Regions from separate parts of the Sus scrofa genome. Here region 2 is linked to region 1. Evidence: chromatin contacts called from public promoter capture Hi-C data. All regions are on one chromosome and are shown on one strand. The core of a region is the stretch at or near the end of the contact, and the rest is flanking DNA. Distances in the headings are between cores, read along the strand shown. Region 1 holds the start of ARNTL2 (aryl hydrocarbon receptor nuclear translocator-like protein 2). Region 2 holds the start of TM7SF3 (transmembrane 7 superfamily member 3).

Region 1 (5,721 bases), core at 940-3,439:
AATATAACTACCATTTAAAAAAAAAAAAAAGCATGTCTTAGAAAGTAAAGTTCCAGAGCATAAAGAAAAAAGTACAAAGTAGATTTTAAACCTGAACAACTGGGGGAACACACAGTAAACTATGAGAATGATTTGCCCCAAGAAATCCATGGGTCTCCTCCCCTTGTGCATTAGACTTCCTGCTATTATATTTAGGTTCTGCATTCCTTTCTCTGGCTTTCAGGCTTTTGGTGGAAGTGAATCATCATTTCTAAGAAATGAGGACTGCAGTGATTCACCCGAAAGCTTATAATACCACGTATCAATTCCTAAGAAGGCGACCTGACATTTACCATCCGGCTTTTATCATCTGAGTGATCCTGGCCAAAACACTCATCCCTGAACTTTTGTTTGCCTACAGAGAAGACAAGGATTATATGTGTTTAACAACCTCACAAAGGCTGCTGTGAGGCTCACCTGAGATGATAAAGGAGGGAAATGCTTTGTAAGCAGGACAGTGTCTACATAGTCTTCAGGATACATTTCAACCAGCAATTCCACTCTGTCTTTAAGGTGGCATTTAACACACATCCAGGTCTAAGAGTATCCCCCCGCCTCCATTTTGGTAAACCTCAAAACAGATTTTAAGACTATCTGCCAGGCTCTCTGGAATTTTTCTTTTCTAGATGCCCACATAAGTTGGTGTTGGTGGATATCGGGCTGCGTTCCAAGAGGATGGTGTGTGTGTGTGTGTGTGTGTGTGTGTTTTACTTTGTTTTTATTATGGCCGCATCCCTGCAGATGGAAGTTCCTGGACCAGGGATTGAATGCTAGCCACACAGCTGAGACCTACCCTACAGCTGGGTCAGGTCAGCGCCGGATCCTTTAACCCACTGCTCTGGCCAGCAGCAAACCTAGCAGCTGCAGTGGGGTTCTTAACCCATTGCCCCACAGTGGGAACCCCTCAAGATTGGTTTTGAGGCCCGTCGTGGCCCAGCGGAAAGAATCCGACTAGGAACCATGAGGTTGCAGGTTCCATCCCTGGCCTCGCTCATTGGGTTAAGGATCCGCGTTGCCTTGAGCTGTGGTGTAGGTTGCAGACGCGGCTCGGATCCCACGTTACTGTGGCTCTGGCATAGGCCAGCGGCTACAGCTCTGATTAGACCCCTAGCCTGGGAACTTCTATATGCCGCGGGCGCGGCCCTCAAAAAGACAAAAAAAAAAAAAAAAAAAAAAAGACAAAAGGATGGTTTTGATTAGTGATTTGTCTCTTTGTGTGTGTTACTGAGGGCAGCATCTCCCTCCACCTCCAGCAGGATCAAGTCCCAGTTCCCAATTAAGACTGTTCCCCCCACACCCACCCCGCCCCCGCCACACACACCGCAGAGCCCTGCGGGTGCCCTGCTCCGGTCCTGGCTACTTCCATCCGAAGCATCCAACGTCCCCGCCCAGGTTCGGCCCTAAGTAGCCCTGAGGACACAACAAGCAACTAGTTACGAAGCTGTAATGAAGAGTACTGGTAGGAAAATTAATAGTTTTAGGCTGGTTGATGCAAAGCTTTGGTGCTTTCTCTGCTGTTCCTTTCCTCCACTACTTCTACTAGAAAACCGTAGCCAAGGAAGCCTTGGGACCCGAGGGACGGGAGTGATCTTGCTTTCGGATTTACCCTACCATTGCAGGATCCCAAACGGCTTCCTCGGTGACCCCTCTGTCATCGTACCCTCATCTCTGCAGCTAAGCCCTTCCTTGATAGAAAAGAGAAAGGATCAGAGACGTCCTGCTTCCAGCTCTCGCTGCCGTCCTCCTCCCCCGCTCTGTAACTCCCACCTTGCAATGATCTCCATCCATTCTTTACCTTTTCCCCCCAAGTGAAACAATTCCAACCCCTGGAACAGGCAGCTAACGAATCTTAAAGTGGTTGGGAAAACCTGTTTTAAGTAGCCGGATTCCCAGAAAGGGTCAAGGTGCTACGTTGTCAGCCTCTCGGCACTTGGCCTCTAGCCGCAGGGGTCGGCGGGGCGGGGCCGCCGTGGCTCCGCCCCACGCGCGGTCCCTCTCTCTGGCCCCAGGCCCCGCGGCGCCTAGATCCCCGCGCTGGCGAGTTTTGGCTGCACTGCCTGCAGAGCCCGCTGGCCGCGCGCCCTGGGGTTGCAGTGGCGGCCGCCGCGGCACTAGACAGATCCCCGCGGGTGCCCGCGCTCCCGCCCCGGAGCCGCCGCCTGGGCCCGCGCAGGGCGGGTCCGGGGCTCTCCATGCTGCCGGCCCCAGGGCTGCGGAGCCGGCCGGGTGGCTACAGCGATGGCGGCGGAAAAGGAGGCGGCGGCGGCGGCGAGAGGTGAGGCTGTGGCAGGCGACTCCAGGTGTGGGAGCTGGGCCCGTCGTGCTTGGGGCGCTCGGGCTGGGCTGAGGGGCGGGAGGCGGGCCAGGAGACGCCGGGTGGGCGCAATTTGCTGGGGGCTCTCCTCGCACTTGGCATCACCTCGGATGGACTCTGGAGCCCAGGCCGTTCGTTGCGGCACAGGTGAGGCGCGGCGCCCCGCGAGTCCTTCCCTGGAGTCGGAGGTGGGGAGTGACGCCCGCGATCGCTGCCGGCTTTCGGGCTGCACGCAGCCCAATTTTTTTGGCCCCGGGCTGGGCGCTTTGGTGAAAGTGAGCTGGCGAGAGACCATCCACCTTGTGATGGCGAGCAGCCTACCCTCGCCGACCACTGGGCGCCCACTTAGACGTCTGCAGGGACTGCTGCACAGACTTCTTGGATTTCATTTTCCTCTTGTATAACCCAGTTGTCATCAGCCATTGAACGAGATCGGGCTCTGCGAGCCCATCCCCTCTGAACTGCAAAGACTCACTTCTGTTCCCTTCTTCGGAAACTGACCCGATGCCGTCTGACCCGCAGGCGAGGCCCGCTTTTCTCAATCTGCAAAGTCATATTTTGCCACACTACAGCCCTCTGTTAGCGACAGGCGGCTCTTGTGCCCTTTCAACTTTAGGAACGCCACTAGTGGAATTTGTTTTGTTTTATATGGGGGGGGGGCTAGTTTTTGTGATTTGAGCTGGAAGCATTGCTCTCTTTTCCTCTCGTATTCCCTGGCGACATTCTGTGGTTTCTTCCATGGGACTACTCATAATTATGCGCTTATCATAAAATATTTGTTCCTTAAGACAAATGGGAGGCCAGAAAAAAAAAAAAAACATGGAAAAATTAAAGGAAGACTGCAGAGAGAAGTTCGGAGAAGTATTTTACTACTCCACTTTCCTTTTGGAATGAGTTTAGGTTCTTCTCTGAAATACAGCAATAAGAGGAGATGCTTTTGAAAATCTAATACAGTTTGGGGATTTGGATCATGGGGAGAGTTCTAAAATTCTATCATTTGAATATTTGAAGCCTTTCTGCATGATATAAAGATGTGAGTAAGCACTGGTTTTAAAAGAGAAGGCAGTACGCATCGTGTTAGGCTGAGACATCCTTTCATTTCTGGCTGTGACTGAACTCTGCCTTTTACTAGGTCACTAGGGTTATTTAGCTTTAGTTTCTTCATCAGTAAAATGGGGATCATTACAGTATCTTACAGGATTGTTTGGGTTAAATGAGATATAAATGCCTTTAAATATATATAACATGCTTCACCCACTACTTGGGAAGTAATAAGTACTCCATAAACATTAGCCTAATATTTTAATTTACAGCTTCCATTTTCTTGGTGTCAGTAATAAATCTTTTTCTTTTTTAGGGCCACACCAAAGTATATGGAATTTCCCAGGCTAGGGGTCAAATCAGAACTGTAGCTGCTAGCCTACACCACAGCCACAGCAATGCCAGATCTGAGCCACGTCTGTGACCTACACAACAGGTCATGGCAACACCAGATCCTTAACCCACTGAGCAAGGCCAGGGATCAAACCCAAGTCTCATGGATGCTAGTTGGGATGTTACTGCTGAGTCGTGATGGGAACTCCAAAAAAAAATTTTTTTTTTCTTTTTTGGCCACTCCGAGGCATATGAAGTCCTAGGCCAGGGATCAGATTCAAGCCACAGTCTTGACCTAAGCCACAGCTGTGGCAACACTGGATCCTTAACCCAATGTGCCAGATGGGGGATGGAACCTGCATCCCAGTGCTCCTAAGACGTCGCCAATCCTGTTGCGCCACAGCAGGAACTCCAAAAGCAATAAATCTTTCTAGCCTATTAAGAAAGTTTTGTTGCATGCATGTTAAAACTGGCCACATTGAAAGAATTTGGGCTTTTCTGAAAAAAGAGATGTGAAAATACACCCACTAATTCAAAACAGGGCTTTCACCAGGTAAGTGTTACAACAAGTTTTTGGACAAAGAATTTATTGTTGTTTAGCAGAATATCAGATATTAGGTTAGGAATGATCCAAATTAATCTTTCTTAGGTAAGAGGAGCAAAGTTAGCATGGGAGCTGGGAGGACCAGCATTTATTGAGGTCCTATCATGGACCAGGCATTTTGAAAGGGATACCATCTTTCATCTCCTAACAGCCCTGTCATGTAAGTGGGATTATCTCCCTGTCAAAGATGAGATGAGAAAACTGAGGCTGTAGCCAGAAAGTGGCAAAACTGAAAAAAATCTGTGGACACTGCCCATGCTGCTTTTCTTTCTTTTCATCTCACTGCATGGTTTAATCCGCAGTATGCTCACTTCCAGACACCCTCTTTATCTTAAGAGGTAGAGAAAAAAAAAATACTATTACAGATCCTCGTTTCAGGGGGCAGGGAGGGGGGAGCAAAACAAAACAGAATCCATGGCCTTGTTGTTTTCCTTTGCACAAAATCCCTGCAGATTCCTTTTTTCCTAAGCACTTTGACATTAGGGCCCTCATGGGAGAATAAAAATCTAAAACTGGTGGTGCAGAGAAAACTGCCCCCCATGGTTTGGTTACACTGCTGAAAAAAATCTTGGGGGCTAGACTTGAAGATTCCCCCCCCCAAACATAATTGCCTGCTCATTTACTTTTTTGCAACAGGCTTATGGTAAACACCATGATCAAGCAAGCTGCCAAGTGACTGGGCGTCCTCCCAGTAAATGATTCCAGGATCCTTTAGTTAGAGGGTGATCTTGGGGGAGCAGCACATTCCCCAGACTAACAGCCAGGCTTGGCTTTGGGTCTAGGCATCCGAAGGGCAACTTTCTCAACACCCTCCTATTTTTTTTTTTTTTTTAAACCATCTCATGCTTTTACCTATGATGTTACCAGACCTCTTTCTGCAATTATAGTGGCCTAAATTCATTTTTTTTTTTTTTTGTGACTCAGACATCAAAAGTTGTATCCTAATTTTGCATAAACTGCTCTTCCTGCCCTAGATCCTTAGGCAGAGTTTCAGCCTGACATGCGTTACTCAGTATAAACCAGGGTGGGAGTTCCCATGGTGGCTCAGTGGTAATGAACCCAACTAGTATCCATGAGGATGTGGGTTCGATCCCTGGCCTCGCTTAGTGGGTTAAAGATCTGGCATTGCTGTGAGCTGTGATCCCTAGCTGTTGTGGCTGTGATGTAGGCCAGCAGCTGCAGCTCCAATTCGACCCCTAGCCTGGGAACTTCCATATGTCTCATGTGCAGCTCTGACAAAAAAAAAAGTATAAACCAGGATGGACTAAAATTACCTTTTACATGTTTCAGGAGGAAGAAAGAGAGAGGAAAAGAGAGTAAGGGAGGAGGTGAGAGCGAGAGAAGGAGCCAGGGAGGGGGAGGATGGAGAGAGGAAGAGATGAGGGCAAGG
Region 2 (5,721 bases), core at 2,111-4,610, 260 kb before region 1:
AATGTCTACTCATAAAGACAGATGTGGCAAAAGAAGACATATATAAAAACTACAAGAGGCTAACAGGAACTTTACTGCTCCTCTAAGTCATCTGGAAAAGGATTCATCAGAAACATTTTACGAGGGATAATTAGATCTTATGACTTAGGGAGTGGGAGGGAAAGACGACACATCAAATGATATTACACAGCAATTGCAGAGCACGAGACAGATCACTTACGCTGTAGCCCTCCTCTAAAAGGCAGTGTGGCTCAGCAGTAACAAACCTAACTAGTATCCATGAGGATGTGGGCTGGATCCTTGGCCTCGCTCAGTGGGTTATGGATCCAGTACTGCTGTGGCTGTGGGGTGGGCCAGCAGCTGCAGCTCTGATTCAACCCTAGCCTGGGAACTTCCATATGCCACAGGTGCAGCCCTGAAAAGACAAAAAATAAAATAAAAAATAAAAAGCAGTGCCTCTGCTTATTCTGCCAAAAATACTTGTTGCTATCTGACCCATAGCCGGTGACCCCTTTCTGTTTTTCCTTCCTCCATTCCAACCCGGAGATAACTTTTTCTTTCCAATAATTCCATTTTAAAAAGAGCTGCCCAATCTTAATATTTTCCTTTTGTTTCTCGACCAGATCCTAAACTTGCAACTTAAACTTTTTCTGACTCTTCCTTTTCACTATTTTACTAAAATGTGCCTCCACTGTGCTTTAAAGCAACAGCCAACTTCTAGGAGAGATCTGTCAAAGCTTAGTTTTCACTGTTCTCTTCAGATGTAATATTAAAAACCAAAACAATTCAGCTACTTGAGCTGGCCAGCATTCAATTGCTCCTCCTAATTTCTCACTGATGTCTTCTTATGAATTTTCATTAGCCCTAAGAGATGAAAGGAAACACAAAGATGTACACACTTTCGAGAAAAAGAGACCACTTGCAAATGAGACATCTGCCACCTTCCTTAAAGCACAATGGATGGCAGAAACTTCAGAAGGTTCAAGTGACACTGCTCAACTCCAATCCCTAGGTAAGTGTCTGCGAGTTACTGGATATGAAAAAATAACGAAAGGTATTAAGGACAGTAGGGAACCAGGGTTCCAAGAGAAGGGAAAACTGTTTAGGTGTATAATTTACCTCCTGTGCCCTGCTGGTCACAGAAAGCACAGTCCTCAGATATTCTAGGAACTCGATCTGCCACCTTCAAAGATTCACTTAGCTTCCAAGCCATTACTCAAGGTATCAAGTTGGCCTGTCCTGCTAAAGATGGATAAATCCTCCTAACTTACAGTAGTTGCTCAATTTCAAGTTTGTATAGTTTTCAGAATCCTCAAATAGAAACCCAGCCATTTTCCAGGAGGATCATGCAAGTCTTAAACTAAGCCTTTCTTCATTCCCACACTGATCTTTATCTAACAGACATGGAGAAGATCAGTTTTCATTAACCCTCAGAAGATAAGTTCCCCCATATTGTCTGTCCCTCTCTTCAACATAACAATAATACTGATTTAAGGCCAAAATAATGATGTGGCTGAGGAAATACCAGTGCTGTCATCACAGAAAAGAGGTGAGAAACAGTGCCTGAAAAATACTGATTTCTCAAATTGCTTCTCTAGTTTGATCATCTGTAAACTTGATCTCTCAAATTCTTCTCCTTGGAAGAATGAAGATAGTTTTATGAGGGAGGGAGAAGAGACCCTATTTTAAGGAACGAGAATTCAGAGAATTAAGTGTAAAGCACCATACTGGAGTTCCCATCATGGCTCAGCAATAACAAACCCAACTAGTATCCTTGAGGATGAGGGTTTGATCCCTGGCCTCACTCAGTGGGTTAAGGATCCGTTGCTGAGAGCTTCAATGTAGGTTGAAGAGGCAGCTCGGATCTGGTGATGTGCTGTGGCTGTGGCTGTGGCCAGCAGCTGCAGCTCTGATTCCACCCCTAGCTTGGGAGCTTCCATATGCTGTGAGTACAGCCCTAAAAAGACAAAGACAAAACAAAACAAAACACACCATACTAAGTATTCTCATTGGAAGGCAGCTTTGTAGAGGTGGAGAACCCTGGACTTCACAGCAGGACCCACCTGGATTCATATGCTGCCTGTGCCCCTACTAGCTGTTTACTTGTGTTACAAGCATCGTCTTGAACCTCAGCTTCATCCTCTGCCAGTAAGGACAATATTATTTCATAGGGTTGTGAGGATTAACTAACGCCATGAAAAGCACCTGGTACCTTATGGCAGGCAGTGAATGTTAGTGCCTTATTATAAACAAGGCTATTTTTTTCTGCAAAAATATCACTGCCCTTTTCAGATCTGGCCTTAAGTCCTAGGCAAAAATTCTAAGATTCAGTTTGCAGAAGAGCTTTTCAACGATAAGCATTCAGAAACACAATCACATTATTCAGAAAATATGATATTTCAGAATGACAACTAGCCTCAAGCTCAAAACAAAACCAAGAATGTGCCTAACCTCCTGGAAAAGCACATGATTATCAGCTTGGTACAATTAGCGCTTTTTACAGTTTATATTAACAAACTACCAACTATTGCTAAAGCCCATTCACCAAGCACATGACCTACTATCTCAAGTCTCATTCTGGGTTCACTTTTCCTCTGAAACTCCGTAGAGCATAACAATTTGAAAAGCATCTAGATTTTTGGAGTACAAAAACCAGCTGCGTCTTAGCAAGCCATCAACCACAAAGCTGCTTAGTTCTGCACCAAACCTTGCTGTCCAGAGGATCAGATCAGCCACTCGGGAGTAAAGAGGTGTTTTAGTGTGTTAAACTAAACCTACAAACATGGCTGCGCCCTAAAGGAGAGATTAATGTGTCTGAACAAGAGACTTACCCATCTCGTCCCATTTCCCCAACCTAAGAAAGGAGGTTGAAGGTAAGGCCTCCTTAGCAATGGGACTTGCCTTCTGCAGGAAAGGATTCTGATCCATTCTTGTCACTTCTGAACTCACCACCTCTCCTGCTAAGCGGACAGACTGCGGAGCGGACACTGACCTTGCAAGAAATGCAAAACCAACTTTGGGTCGCAAAAGTGACGCGCCCCCGACCTTACCCTCGCTGGAGTTCCCGACGGTCTCGGCTCCACTGGCAGCCCCGGGTTCCAACGCCAGCACCGCTAGGACCAGCAGCGGAAGGAGCCCCATAGCTGCCAGAGCCGGGCCCCACAGCCTTGCCGGCGCTACCCAGGGGCGCCCGCGCCCGGCGCCATCACTCGCCAGGTGCAAACGCCACACACCTGCCAGTCCCACCGACCCGGAGCGCACCCCTGCCGCGAGAGGGTTCCTGTTCCGGCAATCAGCCCCGCAGCGCAGTCCCGCACCCCCTCCCGCCACTCACGTCACCCAAGCCCGGTCTGGGGGGCGGGGCCCCGGGCGGGGGCGGAGCGGGGGGCGTGTCCTGGAGGCCCGCATCTCTTTCCAGCCAGCCCAGCTCTTGAGGCTCCCGCGCCGGCACTGGCGATCCCTGAAAGTTCTGCGATGTAACCTGTACTTCTCACTTTTGTATCCCTCGCACTTACGCAAACCAATGTTGGAGTAAAAACTAACCCTTTCGGTTGCGGCCTAACGTCTCCAGGCTCTCGTTCCGTGTTTAACCGTCCTTTGTAAAAAGGAAAAAAAAAAAAAAAAAAGAGGAATCTGGTGTTCAATACGTTAGAATTGATCGTTTCTCCCTGTCGCAATTATCTTTGCTGCTCGGGGCGATGCTGGTATGGAAATGTGGAGGCAATGCCATTTCGGTAGTGGTTACTGAGGTAGTGAAGAGCGCCACATTTAAAAAATAAAGTTTCATTTTCTCTAAGCGGAATATCTTCGAAGGCTCAAGACCTTCATGTGAACTTCCTCTCTGAAATTTTATACCTTAGGTCTGTTTAAAGGGCAGTAGTCCACGTGACAGCTGGCTTCCTGAGAAGATTGTGGAATTAGATCTAGAAACTCAAAGATCTTTGGGGAAAATTGCCCTTTCTTTTTTCTGCTCTTTAACTTTTTCATTTATACGAACGGGATAACTATGTTGAAAATTACATATTCGGTTAGTCCACTACTAAACTAAAAATCTATAGCAATCACCATGACATTAACAGGCACAACTCTTTACTGTCCTTCCTCTGCCTGTTCACACATGCTGGTAGCACTATTTATTCCTATGGCATTTATTCACTGTCCCACGTGTCCTCTTTTCTTTATCCTTCAGTACATGAAATCCCAGGACGATGACAGCAGCGATTATAAGGGTAGCGTTTGGATCAGTGAATGGAATATTCAATAAATTGTGTCTGATAATTGATTAACTGTACTTGCATGGGTAAGGAAGATTAGATTCTGTCTCATGCTGTCAGAACAAAATTCCAAAGTAATAAATAAAACTCTAAGAGAGGAGAAATACTCATTGTTTTATTTTTATATTATTTATTTTTGTCTTTTTGCCATTTCTTGGGCCGCTCCCGAGGCACATGGAGGTTCCCAGGCTAGGGGTTGAATCAGAGCCACAGCCGCTGGCCTATGCCACAGCCACAGCCACACCAGATCCTTAATCCACTGAGCAAGGCCAGGGATTGAACCCATGTCCTCATGGATCCTAGTGGGTTTTTTAACCACTGACCCACGACAGGAACTCCAAGAATCATATTTTAGAAGGCAACTTATTTATCAGGAAGTGTTTATGAAAAGGCAAATTTAAAAGCAATAAATATATATATAGTGTAAGCTTTGTTTTCTTTTTAATATGCAGTCATGTTTATATGCATGGGAAGTTTGAAAGAACATTATCAAAATCTTTAAAATAGTTTATTTCCAGGTGATTGAATTAAGAGTGATTTTCTTTACACATCTCTGCAGTTTACAAATATTCTACATTGTGTATGCCTTTTGAATAAAAAAATTAAAGTTTAAAAACACTACATGTCATTCTAAGGCTTTTCTTATAAAAGCATTCAGGATAACAGTCCATCTTCCCGGGTATGACATATGCTTATCATGATGTAGCACCTGTCCAGCTCTCCAGATTCTTGCTGCAACTTAACTCACCTCCTCTATGCTGGCTGAGTCAATTTCATGTCCCTGAACTAACCCCATTCTCTTTCCTCCACACTTTTGCATTGCAGTGCCCTGTGCCTGCAGAGGACAGTTGATGACGGAAGTGTCGATAATCAGAACAGGGCCTCATTTGCCTCTAAAACACTGTGACAGCCTTGGGAAGCATATTGGCTGGGGTTCCTTGATCATGTCAAATTTCCACAAGCAACCTTGTGAAGCAAATGGGCTCAGCAGTTTTGTAGATGAGTGTTTATCCCTATGAATTGATAGGAAACACAAAAACTGACAAGATTCACAAATCTGAGATGTAGATAGCGAGAGCCTTAAGGTCTGCTTAAAATTTAGAAAAGGAAGGTAGGCAAGCAGCCTATCCTAGATTTTTGACAAAACCCAAGACACCTTGGATGGAGGTGGGAATAGGGCTCCAGGGGAAAGACAGGAAAGGTCCTCTGTGAAGTCTGGTCATTTGTCACATCTCATTCTAACCTCACCCTTGCTCTGTATTTTTTAACACTTTTGTTCTTCCTGTGGGTTACATTCTTTGGACCTTATTTATTTTTGTCTTTTTAGGGCCACACCCACAGCATATGGAGGTTCCCAGGCTAGGAGGCGAATTGGAGCTATAGCCACTGGCTTACACCACAGCCACAGCAGTAGCAGATCTGAGCCAAGTCTGCAACCTACACCATA

What was found. Promoter capture Hi-C pulls out the DNA fragments that hold promoters and counts their contacts.
Region 2: a contact with region 1 is called in a promoter capture Hi-C map of fetal skeletal muscle, with 4 times the contacts expected there. The contact joins the promoter of TM7SF3 here to the promoter of ARNTL2 in region 1. A contact is called at or near these places in 1 of 5 promoter capture datasets (fetal skeletal muscle), 1 of 47 Hi-C or Micro-C datasets (embryonic fibroblasts) and 1 of 2 datasets of contacts at active chromatin or transcription factors (alveolar macrophages).

Annotation. Positions count from the first base shown.
Region 1 is chr5:46,478,837-46,484,557 of Sscrofa11.1, reverse strand. It overlaps ARNTL2 (aryl hydrocarbon receptor nuclear translocator-like protein 2), which reads left to right and starts at 2,189. Exons shown (of 15, transcript XM_021092153.1): 1 at 2,189-2,314. The coding sequence starts at 2,278.
Region 2 is chr5:46,738,575-46,744,295 of Sscrofa11.1, reverse strand. It overlaps TM7SF3 (transmembrane 7 superfamily member 3), which reads right to left and starts at 3,360. Exons shown (of 12, transcript XM_001925025.7): 1 at 3,051-3,360. The coding sequence starts at 3,141.